Linked DNA regions of Sus scrofa: all the other regions are linked to region 2. Evidence: chromatin contacts called from public Hi-C data. All regions are on one chromosome and are shown on one strand. Each heading gives the region's core, a stretch centred on a gene start, on an enhancer-like site or on the middle of the called end of the contact. The rest is flanking DNA. Distances are from core to core; before and after follow the strand shown. Region 1 holds the start of MAMSTR (MEF2-activating motif and SAP domain-containing transcriptional regulator). Region 2 holds the start of HSD17B14 (17-beta-hydroxysteroid dehydrogenase 14). Region 3 holds the start of FTL (ferritin light chain).

The links. A called contact is a pair of places that touch in the nucleus more often than the background predicts.
Region 1: a contact with region 2 is called in a Hi-C map of heart right ventricle, with 2.1 times the contacts expected there. The contact joins the promoter of MAMSTR here to the promoter of HSD17B14 in region 2. A contact is called at or near these places in 3 of 47 Hi-C or Micro-C datasets (heart right ventricle, liver and skeletal muscle).
Region 3: a Hi-C map of liver shows a contact between it and region 2, with 2.8 times the contacts expected there. The contact joins the promoter of FTL here to the promoter of HSD17B14 in region 2. A contact is called at or near these places in 2 of 5 promoter capture datasets (fetal liver and liver), 10 of 47 Hi-C or Micro-C datasets (alveolar macrophages, blood, embryonic fibroblasts and 4 more) and 2 of 2 datasets of contacts at active chromatin or transcription factors (alveolar macrophages and skeletal muscle).

Annotation. Positions count from the first base shown.
Region 1 is chr6:54,054,986-54,059,597 of Sscrofa11.1, forward strand. MAMSTR (MEF2-activating motif and SAP domain-containing transcriptional regulator) reads right to left here and starts at 3,074. Exons shown (of 9, transcript XM_021094689.1): 1 at 2,833-3,074; 2 at 2,177-2,354; 3 at 962-999. The coding sequence starts at 2,324. RASIP1 (ras-interacting protein 1) reads right to left here. Exons shown (of 13, transcript XM_003127281.5): 13 at 3,763-4,178. The coding sequence ends at 3,979. All of the region lies in intron 1 of LOC102161741 (a long non-coding RNA gene), which reads left to right.
Region 2 is chr6:54,140,952-54,145,774 of Sscrofa11.1, forward strand. It overlaps HSD17B14 (17-beta-hydroxysteroid dehydrogenase 14), which reads right to left and starts at 3,192. Exons shown (of 10, transcript XM_021094705.1): 1 at 3,020-3,192; 2 at 2,494-2,659; 3 at 1,932-1,970; 4 at 1,656-1,738; 5 at 1,037-1,118. The coding sequence starts at 2,581. PLEKHA4 (pleckstrin homology domain-containing family A member 4) reads right to left here. Exons shown (of 21, transcript XM_013998606.2): 18 at 4,377-4,395; 19 at 4,338-4,374; 20 at 3,832-3,944; 21 at 3,065-3,522. The coding sequence ends at 3,260.
Region 3 is chr6:54,228,112-54,232,667 of Sscrofa11.1, forward strand. FTL (ferritin light chain) reads left to right here and starts at 3,010. Exons shown (of 5, transcript NM_001244131.1): 1 at 3,010-3,362; 2 at 3,529-3,675; 3 at 4,030-4,155; 4 at 4,336-4,432; 5 at 4,435-4,556. The coding sequence starts at 3,261. The coding sequence ends at 4,487. It overlaps BAX (apoptosis regulator BAX), which reads left to right. Exons shown (of 6, transcript XM_003127290.5): 6 at 1-39.

The sequences.
Region 1 (4,612 bases), core at 1,824-4,323, 86 kb before region 2:
GGACTTCCCTTCACTCTGGTCAAAACTCACCTTCTTCAGGGACCTCCAAGGGCAGTACTCTGGCTCCGGAAGGACCCCAGGGTTGAAGAGGAAAGGGGCAGGGCCCGAGGGTGAGGCTGGGGCTGGAGCCAGAGCTGGGCCTGAGGCTGAGATCCACGGATCTGGGTCTGAGACTGGAGAGGCGGCAAAGGACCCTGACAGGTCTGCAGGCAACAAGCCAGGCAGGGAGGAACAAGGCTGTGTGGGAAGGAGGGCCCCGGAGGTCCCAGTTCCCCCAGGGTGCAGAAGGACAGGCGGTGAGTGAAACCCAAGTGGTGGGAGCTGGGTGCCTAGACTCCTGGATCTGAGGGTGCTAGGGACCCAGTCTTTTGTATGCTCTAGAGAGGTAGGAGGAGTTCTTTGTGGCACAGTGGGTTAAGGGTCTAGCTTGTCACTGCAGCAGTTTGGGTCACTGCTCTGACGCAGGTTCAGTCCCTGACCTGGGGACTTCCACATGCCTGGAGTGTAGCCAAGGAGAGAGAGAGGTAGGAATGACACCCCCAGTCACCAAGGGCTGTGGTGGGTGACGGCTGGAGATCACAGATCTCTGGGGTTTTGCTGGGACAAGGGTGGAGCCAGCACTCCTGGTTCTTGGGGGGAGAGAAAGGCTGAAAGCTGTGTCCTGAGATTTGTGTGCATGCCAAGTATGGAGTCTGGGATGCCTGTCTTCTCCAAAGAAACAAGATTCATGCATTTCACTGCAGTGAGAAAAGCCCGAGAGCGGGAAGGAAAGCTCCTGGGGTGGGGCAGCCGTGGGACCTGTCCTCCCAGGTCCTGGGAAAGGACAGGATGGGACTTCAGTGTACCCCTGGGGCCTAGGGACTGAGGCTCGGGAACCAAGCTGGATATCTGGTGGCCGCAGTCCTGGGTGCCCCGAGGGGAGCAGGGCCACCATCCCCGCCCTTTCAGGGCCCACACTTACTGGGTCCTGATACCGTCTGTAGATCCGAAGCTGAAGAACTGTGGAGGGATGGGGGAGGAGAAAGGCAGGAAGGGAGTGTCCAAGAGCCCGGCCTGGCAGGCGGGTGTGAGCTGCAGTTGTTGCTGGGACCACGTGCCCAGCCCCCTTACACACCCCGAGAGCGCAGGCTGCGGGTGGGCGGGCAGCCGGCTCCCTTCCCGGGCCTTCTGCCTGCTCCCTGCCAGCACAGCGCTGAAGGCCAGAGCCGCTCTGGGGCTGGGAGCCAGGCAGCGTGTGGGTGGGAGGCGGCCCTGCCCCCGGCTCCACCTGCCCCCTCACCAGCCATGCCCACCCATCCTCGCCGTCTTAGCGTTTGTCCCGTGCCTCCTTTTCTCCGTGCACCCCGTTTTGCACACACCCTTCTGTGCTACCTCCCCTCAGTCACCCCCTTGGCACACCAACCTTTAAACACGCATTTCCTGGGGCTCTGGTTTTGCACCTACACTCTTTTTGCCCACTGGTACCCTTTGCCCCGCTTCATGCTTGGCTCGTTGTCTTGGCACACACCCAGCCACGTGAACACACTTATTTGCACATTCATGATTTGCCCCCCCCCCCAGTTTTGGAGCAAAGATCTCTCTTTGCACATTTCTGCTCTTTGTGCAAGTACACTCTTGCACACTCCTTGCTCTTTGGTTTTCTTATCTTTGTACCCACCCAACTATGGAAGCACACTTATTTGCACACTCAAGCACGCTGTCTACTCAGGACTTGACTTCCAGGTATCCCCACGTGCACACTTTCCACCTGCGCTGGGACATGCAGTGCACCCTTTGACCCTTTCGAGGCTTCCCAACTCACTGTCCCCTCCCTCACCCACAGTTCCACACCGGGCACTCTGAAGTCCCAGCGCTGGGTGCTCCTCCTCTTTGCACAGTATCAGTTTAAACCCCTCTGCCTTTACGGTACCGGCCCTCTGCACACCCACCCCAAGTCTACTCCCCACTGTTCGAGTGAGCATCGCACTAGCCATTTGTACACTCACTGTCCACAACTCGACTGCTTTGCTGGAGCTTCCTTTATACACACAAATTATCTTTTGCACAGAAAACATATGTCTCCTGGGTGTAACCACCCCCCTCCCATCTCACCGCCGCCGTGCACACTCCCAGAGTCAGATTATGTCCCCAGGACCGGGGGACCCCTCCCCTACATTCATTGAGAGAAGCTTCTCACCCGATCGGAACTTGGAACGAATGATTTGGGAGCGCTGGGAGGAAGCCGCCAGGGTCATTGCCAAGGCTGGTCGGGGACCTGGACTGGGGAGGGCAGGGCCCCCACAGGAGGCAGGGTCAGAGTGGAGGTCAGAAGGCGTCCCCCGCATGTGAACACAGCAGGGAAAGGGCCTAAGGAACTTAGAGAAGGGGGAGGCCTTGAGTGGTATCTTCTGAATCCTGGGGAAGGAGGCGACTGGGGGCCCAGACTCCTGGGTGTGAGAGACCAGAGGGCTGGGGACCAGGACTTCTGGGTGTGAGGGAGAAGGGGCTGAAGGCCCCAATCCTGGAGCCTGAGGGAGAAAGGACCTGAAGTCTGGGGCTCCTGGGTCCTAAGAAGGAGGGCACTGGTGGCCTGGACCCCAGATCTGTGAAAGGGGAGGAAGGAAAAGGGGATGAAGGGCAGGAACTCAATACTCCGAGGGGCCTAAAATCTAACCAACAGCCTTGATCAAGGGCAGGTCCCAGGGGAGCAGAATGGTCTCTGCCTCCTGCTTTTTAGAAGGGCGTGGGTGGATGTCAGCCACCACGGTCGATGGGGAAGGGACTGGGATCAGAGAGGTGACAGAAGAGTTAGGGCGGGTTCCCCTCCCACCCCGCACCCCAGGGGCTTCTCACCAGGTGGGCTCTGCGCAGTCGTGCTTTGCAGCCGCTTCAGTCCCGCGATCTAAGCCAGAGGCCGCAGGCCCCGCCCCACCAGCCTTTAGGGGGCGCGTCGAGAGCGGTGGAGGCTGGCGGGGGAGACCGGAGCCCCTCCTGGCATCCCGAGAAGGGGCGGGAGCACGGGCTGCGAGGGCCTGGGGCGGGACTGACGTCGGGGTTCCTGCCTCCTCCTCCTCCGCCTCCTGGAGTGGGGCGGGGCAGCGGGGGTCGGACTGACAGAAGCAGGTGCCAGGAGAGGGGCTCAGGGTGAGCAGCAGCGGCAGGTGGTCGTGCCCCGGCCTTGCAGGCAGGTGCCACCTGTCGCTTACTTTTTCCCTGACGCAGCAGCGGGAGTCGGATTCAGGGGAGTGAAAAGTTCAAACTGGAGCCCTGGATTCCTGGTTCTGATGGAGGAGGGAGCTGGGGACCTGATTTCTGCGTTCGAAGAGAAAGGGCCGGGGACTTGGACTCCTGGGCCTGAAGGAGTGGGTTGGGAGCTCCGTACTCTCGGGTGTGAAGGAAGAGGGATTCCAGAACAGGGACAAGAGGTGCTGAGACTGACTCATCGGTGTGCTCGACAGGCAGAAAGGGCCAGAAGGGACTTGGAAACCCAGACACCTGGGTCTGAGAGAGGAGTATGGGCTTCGGAGGTCACCCTTCAAGTGTTGGCTATTTCCCACTGGCAGGACTGATCTTTGGCAGAACAAGTTTAAAGCCCTGTCCTTAAATGCATGGGAGGCCCCCGTGCTCCTGGGTTGGATTACATGTAAGAGGGCAAGCTGAGGCCGTGGCTATAAATACCTCGGCGAACTCGGCAGGAGCCCAACACTCCCGGCAAGGGCCCTGATGCCTCATTTCACAGAAAATCAATATCACCACCGCTCCCAAGTCTTAACAAGTGAGACGTTGCCAATCCGACAGATACCTTTATTGCTGCTGGTACTCAAATCCCAAACCCATCTTCCCATTGTCCCATCCTCTACTACTCCAGAACTCAAACTCCCAGTATTCCACGCGGGGGAAAAAAAACTACAATTCCCAGAAAGCTTTGCGCTCGGGTGGGCTCTAGTGGCTAGAAGCCAAGGAATTTTCAAGGTTCGCGCGTTCGTTCGATATGGGTGTTCAAGGAGGCGTGGTCACGGGAGGTCCGTGGCGATGATTGGCTGGTAGTTCCTGCTGCTCAAGGTCCCAGAGGAGGCGGCGGAGCCTGCGCAATTCACGATGCAGGGCGTCGTCGGTCACCGGACCGGTGAGGCAGAGGCGCGAGCTGCCCAAGGGCAGGATGAGGGGAGGGTGGGAGGAGAAGCTTTCGAAGATGTCCCCTATGAGACCGAAGAACAAGGAGTTAAGCTCTGAAAATGGGCATGAGGCAGCAGTGTCGGGGAGAGCCGAGGCTGCGTCACACCCGAAGGAAGGAAAAACTTAACACCCCCCACCAGCAACTCCTGTAGCAGGGTCCCCACAAAGGCTCCCCTTGGGGTGCCCAAGCATCATGGGAATTGTGGTTCAGACTATGCAAGGCCACTGTGGCCTGGGAAATGGGCGACCTGGTTGGGTTCTTGGATCCGTAAGGAAGGGCTGGGCACTTCATTTCACAGATTCCTTAGAGTGGAGAGGCCTGGAATCTGGCCTCCTAGGTGAAGGGGGTAATTTGCGGGGGAAAGAGGCTGAGGGCTGAACCCCTGTATCCTGAAGGAGAATCCTGTATCCTGGGATCCAGCACTTAGATCCTGGGAGGAGGAAAGGGTTTGGGTCC
Region 2 (4,823 bases), core at 1,942-4,441:
CAGAAATGCCTCGTCTGTTTTGTTTACCGCTACATCCCCAGTCCCTAGGAAAGAACATGGGCATAGCGGATGCTCAGTAAACATCTATTGAAAGGCCAAAGGACATAGAGAGAATGGATGAACTAGTACCTGCCATCTCTTTATATCTTGACAAGAGAAGGAAACTGCAGCCCGGAGAGGGTAAATCAATTTGCTCAAAGTTGTCCAGCCAGTAAGAAAGGCATCTTTCCATCACAGCCTTGCTGTGTGACCTTAGTCCAATCAGTTCACCTCGCTGAGCCTCGCTTTACCAATGTGAGGCATTCTTATAAAGGGTAGTCATGAAACAGATGACAATTTCCCTTCAAAGCCTCCACACCAAGACCTGTAAGCCCTGGGCCAAGCGTACTTGTTCACAGTCACAGAAAAAAAGAGCCATCCGCCTCACTTTAAAGAAACTGAGGTTGGAGTTCCCTGGTGGCTCAGCAGACTAAGGACCTGGCATTATTGCTGCTGTGGCGCAGATTCAATCCCTGACCCTGGAACTTCTGCATGCCATGGCCAAAACCAAACCAAACCAAACCAAAACGGAGGCTGCAAGATGGACGCTGTCTGCCCAAGACAGTTAGGGTGATTAGGGGGCTGAGCAGTGACACAATTTTTTTTTTTTTTAGGGCCGCACTCGTGGCATATGGAGGTTCCCAGGCTAGGGGTCGAATCGGAGCTACAGCCTCTGGCCTACATCACAGCCACAGCAATACGGGATCCGAGCCGTATCTGCACCACAGCTCACAGCCAGATCCTTAACCCACTGAGCAAGGCCAGGGACTGAACCCGCAACCTCATGGTTCCTAGTCAGGTTCATTTCCTCTGCACCATGACGGGAACTCCGCCCAGTTACACTATTTAATACTCTCAACACCCTGTAATGGCAAGGACAGTGGTGGTCATTGTCATTTTAGAAATGTAGAAACTGAGGCATAAAGAGGTGGCGGCACAGGCCTGGGGACACAGAGCAGCAATGGGACAGAGCCCGGGAAGCGGGTTGACAACTCACGGGAGCCGGCGTTGTTGACCACACAGTCCAGGCGGCCGAAGCGGCGGATGGTCTCAGAAAGAGGGTCTGAGGAGAAAGCTGTCTTGTGAGTGAACAGCATTGGCGCCCCTGCTGGGCTCCCCCAAGTGAGACGTGGCAGAAGCGGAGTCACCGCGGAGGGGACAGGACATTGTGGGGGCCGACCCCAAATCGCCAGGCATGGCAGGAGATGAGGAGACTGGACGCCAGGGTGCCAGAGACCAGAGGGCTGGTGACACACACCCTGAGCTCACTACTCCAGAGACCCAGGAGGGTGGGGGATGGGGGAGCAGATGAAGGGAAGGGGAGAAACCCTGGGAGAAGGAGAACTCTTACTGGATCCAGATCATGTGACAGGAGGGACCAGGGGCCTTGAAGGCCTGGGAGATAGAGGAGAATCTTCTCGGCAGACACAGGACGTGGCCAGCCGAGTTAGGAAAGCTTTGCGATGAAACTGAGCTGAGACTCTGGGGGCAGGTGTCATTTAGCCAGGAGATGGGGAAGGGTAGAGGGAATAGCATGTGCAAAGCCCGGGGTGAAGGGAGAGAGAGAACGATTGGAGATTGAGGGGGACGGGGAGGGACAGAAACTACGCGCTCACCTTCACATCATCCTCTTGAGTCACGTCACAGAGGACAAAGACAGACCCAGGCAGCTCCTGCTCCAGGGTCCGACCAGTGGACTCTGCAGGAAGAGAAGGGCTGGGGGCTGGAGCCTGGGTCTCAGAGAGGAGGGGCTGGGGGCCCAGGATCCTGGGTCTGAGGGAGGAGGGCTGGGGCTGGATCCTGGGTCTGAGGGAGGAGGGTGCTGGGGCCTGTATTCTTCTTGAATCTAAGGGAGGAGGCAGTGGGCTGAGGACTGGGGGACCCTCACTCACCGTCTTTGTCACAGATCACCACCTGGGCGCCACTTTCCACTGCGAATAGACAGGGAATAGGTTAGCCCTGCAGAGACCTTGGTGAAGATCTCTGCTGCCCTCTGTGGCCACCCGGAACAGGGCCGTTCCCCCCCCACCACCGCCCCAGCTCTGTTCCCCTCGTGACCCCAAAGTCTCATGATGATCCCGTAGGGCAAAAGGCAGAAGCCTAGCCTTCTCCTTGGCTATTCCAGGTGACTTCTGGGGCTCCTGAGTCTCCATCCCTGGGTTCTAGAGTAAACCCTAAACCTCCAAAAGACATATTCCTTCAACCACCACCCCCGGCCCCCCATTCTGTAGCAATAGCTGAGACCCAGAGAAAGGGAGTCAATGGCATTTGAAAATCCGCCGCAATCTCAGGCCCCAGGCCACCTCTGCCTTCCCTTCGTTAACTTTGCAAATTGGATTTTACGAGACAAGAATCTAGATTCCAGTACAGAAGATACTTCGTCCCACACCCATTAGCCCCCGGGTCCCTCCGCTCCCAGACTCCACTGTTCAGAGCCGACCAGACCCCACTCACCGAAGGCTCGGACGATCCCAGCTCCGATGCCGCGCCCGCCCCCCGTCACGATTACCACCTTCCCGGCATAGCGCGTTCCCGTTGCCATCCCGCGTCAGAAGGTCTCCTTCGGCCACTCACTCACACTCACTCGAGGCTTCTATCCCCCTCTGAAGTCCGGTGAGGTCTTGGGGTCGAACCATAAATAGGGGCTGGATCCTGAAGCCCGGCCCCGGGGGCGTTGCCAGGAAAGCCAGAAGCCTGGAACTTGGCCCCAGCCCCCTCCTCCCTCAGACCCAGGAGGCCGGTCCCCCAACCCTCAAACTCGGGATTCCTGGAGTCCGGCCCCCTCTGCCGGACCTTGGACTCCAAAGTCCAGGTCCCGGGTCCTCTCTTCCTTCAGACCCAGGAATCCAGGTCGCCGGCCCCCTCCTCCCTCAGACTCAGTAATCCAGACCTCGAGCTCCCCCCGTTCCTCTGACACACAAAGCTGAGTCCGCTGTCCCCTCCTCCCGCGGGACCCAGGAGTTCACCACTCCAGCTCTACCTCTTCGAGACACCGGTGTCACAACTCCAAACAGACAGAAAGTTATCGACTAAGAGTTCAATGTTTTAATCCAAATTTGGACAAGTATTGGGAAAATCAAACTTTGGCCAAAGTAGCCACTCCTCGGCCACCGGGAGGGGACCAGATCACGCCCTCAGGTGAGGGAAGAGGCTCCATCTGTCCCGGAAGTACCTCCGGGACACGCCCTCCAGCTCTGATTGGCTGCCCTGCTTGGGCGGGTCAGAAGCTGGACTGTAGCAGCGTGACTCTCAGAGGCCACGCCTCCTCGTCTGGGGTTAGCGCGGGAGGGGCGGTCCCGGAATCCCAGGTCGGCTCCCAAGAGGCCGGGCCTGCGTCGCGCCCAGTCCCTCGGTGGGAGAACCCCGTGGAGTGGGAACTGGCCACTGGAGGAGATCTTGGGGGCGAGGACACGCAGGGCGTGGGATCTGACGGAGGTGGCGACGCAGGGGGAAGAGGGTCTCCTCGAGAGTCCAAACTGCCACCTGGAGAGGACGGACGGAGAACGAGAATGGCAAACTTTGGGACCCAGAAGTCCCGACACCCAGGACTTTCCTCTCAAACCTAGGAGTCCAGGCTCCCCGTCCTCTCCTCCCCAGACACGGCAGTCCTGGGATCCAGTCCCCTCCTACTGGGGTCTGGAACCCCCAAGCCCTGTCCAGCTCTTTCTTTACCAAGGCAGAGGGTTTCTGGCGGTCGTCGGACCCCCCTCCCCACCAGGACCTAGGATTCCGGGCCTCCAGACTCCCTCTTCCCTAACACCCAGGAGCCCAAGGTCCCCAGCCCATTCTCACCTGTCATCATTCGGTGCCACTGTGACGCCTCAGCAGCCAAGGCTTGAGAGAGGCTGAGAACTCGCTCCCGGTGACCCTCAGATGTTGGTAAATAAGGGGTCGTGTTCCTCGGACTAGAAAAAAGAAGATGCAGGGGTGGCCTTGAATAATTTGCCTGTAAGGTGAGGACCACGGTGCAGAGCGTGTCCTTCTGGGAGTTGTAGTCCCTAGCATATGGCTCTAAAGGATTTTGAACAGGGCGAGACCCTCTTTTTAAGTCTGCGTGCATTATGGGATCTGTAGTCCAATTGCCCGAAAACTTCCCGACAGAGGAGCAGAGTTTGACAGCAACGGTGGAACCGCTGTGAACTAGGGCTTTCTCATTCCCCAGGAATTCAAGCGTCTCTGAAATGTTCTGCCATCCATACCCTGGTACTCAAGAGTACTCAGGAGACATTAATACTTAATGCTACTCCTCACCCTTTTGTTGACTTTCTTGCTTCTAGTTTGGATCTCCAATTCCTTACCTGCTCCAGGACCCAGAGCTTCTGAGCCATTTCTGGCTCCTGAGTGTCCCAGGGCAGGCTGCAAAGGAATTGGAGCATTAGAATTCCTCCCCCAGGAAGCCCTCACGTCCTCATTTTGAGGATGAAGTGAAGGAGCTTAGCGAAGAGAGAAAATTGCCCCCCCCCAAACATGGCAAATGTCTTTTTTTTTTTTTTTTTGTCTTTTTTGTCTTTTGTCTTTTTGTTGTTGTTGTTGTTGTTGTTGCTATTTCTTGGGCCGCTCCCGCGGCATATGGAGGTTCCCAGGCTAGGGGTTGAATCAGAGCTGTAGCCACCGGCCTACGCCAGAGCCACAGCCACGCGGGATCCGAGCCGCGTCTGCAACCTACACCACAGCTCACGGCAACGCCGGATCGTTAACCCACTGAGCAAGGGCAGGGACCGAACCCACAACCTCATGGTTCCTAGTCGGATTCGTTAACCACTGCGCCACGATGGGAACTCCGC
Region 3 (4,556 bases), core at 1,760-4,259, 87 kb after region 2:
GAGTGGTCTCGGAGGACAATAAACCTCTCTCGGGCCACACTCTGGCGTCTGAGTCCCTGGGCCCCCTCCCTGGCTGTCACAGGAGACTGGGCCTCACCCGCCACCGCCGCATCTTCTTCTGAGGCTTCCTGGTCCCCTCGGTGGGTAAGTGATGAGTGAGGTCCCGGCCCTGCCCTCAAGGAGCCCACAGTCCCCAGGGGAAGGGAGGCCACCTGAGACCACATGTGTCGTGTGTCACAGCCCAGGGTACCATGCTAGAGGCGACCCTGGGGCAGGCCCAAGCCTGCAGATGAGCCCGGGGCCTGGGCGGGGGCTGCGGTGTGGGAGTGAGAGAGATCAGGGTGGCCGGGTGCAGCGTAGGCCTCCTGGATCCCCGGGAACTGGGGCCTCGAAGCTTCCACATGTGGGACTGCCGGAAGTTGCACGTTTACTGAGGTGGAGAAGTGGAGACTAATAGGGCAGAGGAGTGTGGGGCAGACCTTGGGAGGACTTGGGGAGCAGGAAGAGGCCCTGAAGCCTTGGGGGGAAGCTTCTGGAGACTGGAAGAGAGGCCTGAGCTTGGGCTGTGTGGCCAGAGAGGAGGGATCCTGGCTGGAGACTAGCGGGCCTCAGAGCGTGGGGCTGGAGGAGCAGCCCTGGGGTCTGGCCCTTCAGGAGACAGCAGGTGTCAGAAAAGGGGCTTACAGAGAATGAGGCCTCTGGGAGTGTCACAGTCTGTGCTCCCTTCTCTCTGGGTCTCTGTCCCCCTCTGTTTTTGTCTCCACCTCCCTTTCTAGCTCTCTGGCTGTCTCTCTGTCTCTGTCCCCCTCTCCCTGGGTCCTTGTGTCTCCTCTGTTCCTGTCTCTCTCTGTCCCTCTCTGAGCCTCTGCCCCTCCCCCACCTCTGTCCCTGTCTCCCTGGGTCCCCAGCCCTTGTGATCTCCCCTCAACTGTCATCCTTCTCTCGGTCATCTCTGTCTCACCCCCCACCCCCGCCTATTCTGCCACACTCTCCCTATTGCCTGTCCACCAGCGGGGCCGCCCAAGGCTAAAGGTCTTTGGGCGGAGGGATGAAATTTGGTGAATGAGTAACCCAGGCCCCATTGTGACTGTGTGCCTGGGGCCACTGCCCCACCCCTAGGGCCACCCAGTCTGGGGAGAGGTGTCTGATAAGACGGCAAGGGGAGACAGAGTCATCGGCCCAGAGGGGACATTATGGCCACAGGTGGGAGCCCAGGGAGACCATCACGGGCACTAAAAAGACAGTAAGACTCGGAGACAAAAGCACAGGCCATACAGTGCCTTGGGGGAGGGGGCCAGACTTGGGGCCCAGCCAGGCCTAGCTCCCAGGGCCCTGGCCCAGGCTGCAGCCACCCCCGTGGAGATGAGGTCAGCGAGCCGGTCCCACCCCGCTCCTCTGCCGGCGCCCCTTCCTGCGCTGAGTTCAGCATGACTCAGCATGGCTGCTCTCCTGGCCACTGGCCCAGGCACCCCTGGAGGACCCCAGATACCAGCCTGGCTGGAGCCCCCTTGATCAGGGGGTGCCCTGCCTGGGCTGCTTGGAAAGGCTTCTCCGCGAGGCAGGCCCAGACCTCCCCCACCCGACGACCCCCAGCAGTTCCAGCTCCCCTGTCCCAGCCTCCAGCTGCCTGCATTAAGGGCGCCTAAATAGGGTCAAGTTCCTGTCTTTGTTTCTCCTTTCTCCCAACAACAAGGAGCTCCTTGAAGGCAAGAATCTTGGTATGAGCTGGCACTGCCACCCAGGCACCAACCTGGACCAGACACAATTTTAAAATGTCCCTTAGTTAAAGACAGACATCCCAGCCACCAGTCCTCAGCACCTGTCTCTGATCTTTTTGTTTGTTTCTTAGGGCTGGCACCTGTGGCATATGGAAGTTCCCAGGCTAGGATGTGAATCAGCTACAGCTGTGATCCGAGCTGGGTCTGCGACCTACACCACAGCTCAGGGCAACGCCAGATCCTTAACCCACTGAGCGAGACCAGGGACCGAACCTGAAACCTCATGATTCCTAGTTGGATAGTTTCTGCTGCGCCATGATGGGAACTCCCCCACCTCTGTGATCTTGAAGGAGCATGTGTCAGGCAAGACAGAGGCAGCTTCAGAGAGATTGCTTTGGAGCCAGGATATGCAACCTCAGAGAAACCTCCAAAGTTCCAATGTCCTTTCACCCCTTTCCATCTCAGCTCCCACAAAAACAGTGGGCTTTCAAAAAACCCCACAGGATTCCAAGTGGCCCAATCTTTTGAGGGCTCCCAAAGGGCTCTCCAAGAGCCCCCACCTCTTTAAGAAGATCCCACTAGGCTTCCAGAAACATCCCTCTCCCTTATTCCCAGGCTGAATCCCAGGGCTCTCCAACTGTCTCTTTTAATCTTGCAGATCACCTCAAGGGCCCAAGACTTCCCCCTGGAAGTTTCCATAAAAATAGGGACTTCCATGGTCTTCCGAATTCACTTTTGAGTGAACCCCAAGTCTCCAGGTGCCCCAGCCAACCCATTTCACAGAGAGCACCCTAAGTATCTAGAAATATCTCACAGCCTTCCAAACTTCCCAATGATCGAGGGCCCCCCCCAACCCGACCCCTTATCTCCCAGGGCAACCCCACTCCTCTGGACGTTTCTGCACCTCTGAGGAACCCCCAGGGCTCCAGAAAAGTCCTCGCTCTGACACAACCCCCGCATCCAACCTACTTTCCTGAGACATCCTCAGGAACCAAGAATCATTATTTTCCAGGGCTCCCAGTGCTCTCACTAATCTTTCACTACCAGGAAGTACCCCTAGAATTCTCTCACTTCCCAGATTTAGTCCCAGAACCCTTGCTCCCCATGAAACCCCCCATCCCGCGATTTCTCCTTTCACAACAACCTCGCGCTCAGAGCGCGTGACTTCCCTACCTCCGGGCGGGAGGCTGGGGCTCCTATCTGCTCCTGATTGGTCACGAGCGAGCTCCAAGTCCAGCCTCCCGCCCCCGCAGATTGGCTGACTCCTCTCCCCGACCGCCCCACTGCTCAGGTTCCCCGCGCGCTATAAAAGGAGCCGCCCTGGCCACAAACTCGCAGTGTGCTCGGCGGTCCCCCGGATCTGTCTCTTGCTTCAACAGTGTTTGGACGGAACAGACCCAGGGACGCCCCTTGCTCCAGCCTCCGACTACCCTCCAACCTTTTTTCCAGTCGCAACCTTCGGACTCCGCCTCTCAGCTATCTTCAGTCTCCGGGACCAGCCAACACCATTTTTTGAGCTTAGCTCCTTATTGCCGACCAGCCATGAGCTCCCAGGTTCGTCAGAATTATTCCACCGAGGTGGAGGCCTTCGTCAACCGCCTGATCAACATGCATCTGCAGGCCTCCTACACCTACCTCTCTCTGGTAAGGGTCCCCAAGATGCCCCCGGCCCAAGTTTCCCTTAGCTGCGCACCTCTGACCCTCTGCGCACGCGCTGGCCTTCTTTGTCCCACTGTGTAGTTGGAAGGCGGAGTCCGCAAGCCCGGCCTCGCCTCCGGCTAACCATTGTTCACGCCTTCTCTTCCCGCAGGGCTTCTATTTCAACCGCGACGATGTGGCTCTGGAGGGCGTGAGTCATTTTTTTCGCGAATTGGCCGAGGAGAAGCGCGAGGGTTCGGAGCGTCTCTTGAAAATGCAAAACCAGCGCGGTGGCCGCGCCCTCTTCCAGGACGTGCAGGTAAACAGTGTGAGCAGCGGACTACGATTCCCAGCGGCCCCTGCGCTTGAAGCCCTTTGACCAGGGCTGTTCAGGCACGGCGTAGGCTTCTGGGAGATGGAGTTCAGTTTTGTGTGGGTGGTTGTATTACAGCTGGAAACGGAGGCGGGTTCAGTTCCCCCACGAAGTGGCGGTCCAGACCGCAGCGTGTGGTATCCTGGAGCGTAAGGTTGTGAGACACTGAGGGTGATCGATTTAAGCTCTTAGACGTTTTTTCGGCTTAAGCCCTAACTCCCGTCACTACTGGGAAATTAGTTTTTAGTCCTTTCCAGCGTGTGCGTGGTTAGTACTGAGCGGTCTCTGCCTTCCGTATAGAAACCATCTCAAGATGAGTGGGGTAAAACCCAGGACGCTATGGAAGCCGCCCTTCACTTGGAGAAGGGACTGAACCAGGCTCTTGTGGATCTGCATGCGCTGGGTTCTGCCCGCGCAGACCCCCACGTGAGTATCTCCATTTTCTCCCTATCCATCCCAAGACCTTTCCTGGCAGGAAGCCTGCATCTTGAGTTAATAGTTAACCTTGGCCACGTTTGATTGGGCTCATTGCCTTCTGAGCCTCCCTCCCCCATCCATCACATTGTTAGATTTACAAATGGTAACATTTTCTCTTCTATCACTCAGCTCTGTGACTTCCTGGAGAACCACTTCCTGGATGAGGAGGTGAAGCTCATCAAGAAGATGGGCGACCACCTGACCAACCTGCGCAGGCTCTCTGGTCCCAGGCTGGGCTGGGCGAGTACCTCTTCGAAAGGCTCACACTCAAGCACGACTAGGAATCTCTGGAGCCCAGGGGCCTTGGAGGCGCTCCTCTGGTGCCTGGGCTTCTGCCGGAAGCCCCTTTC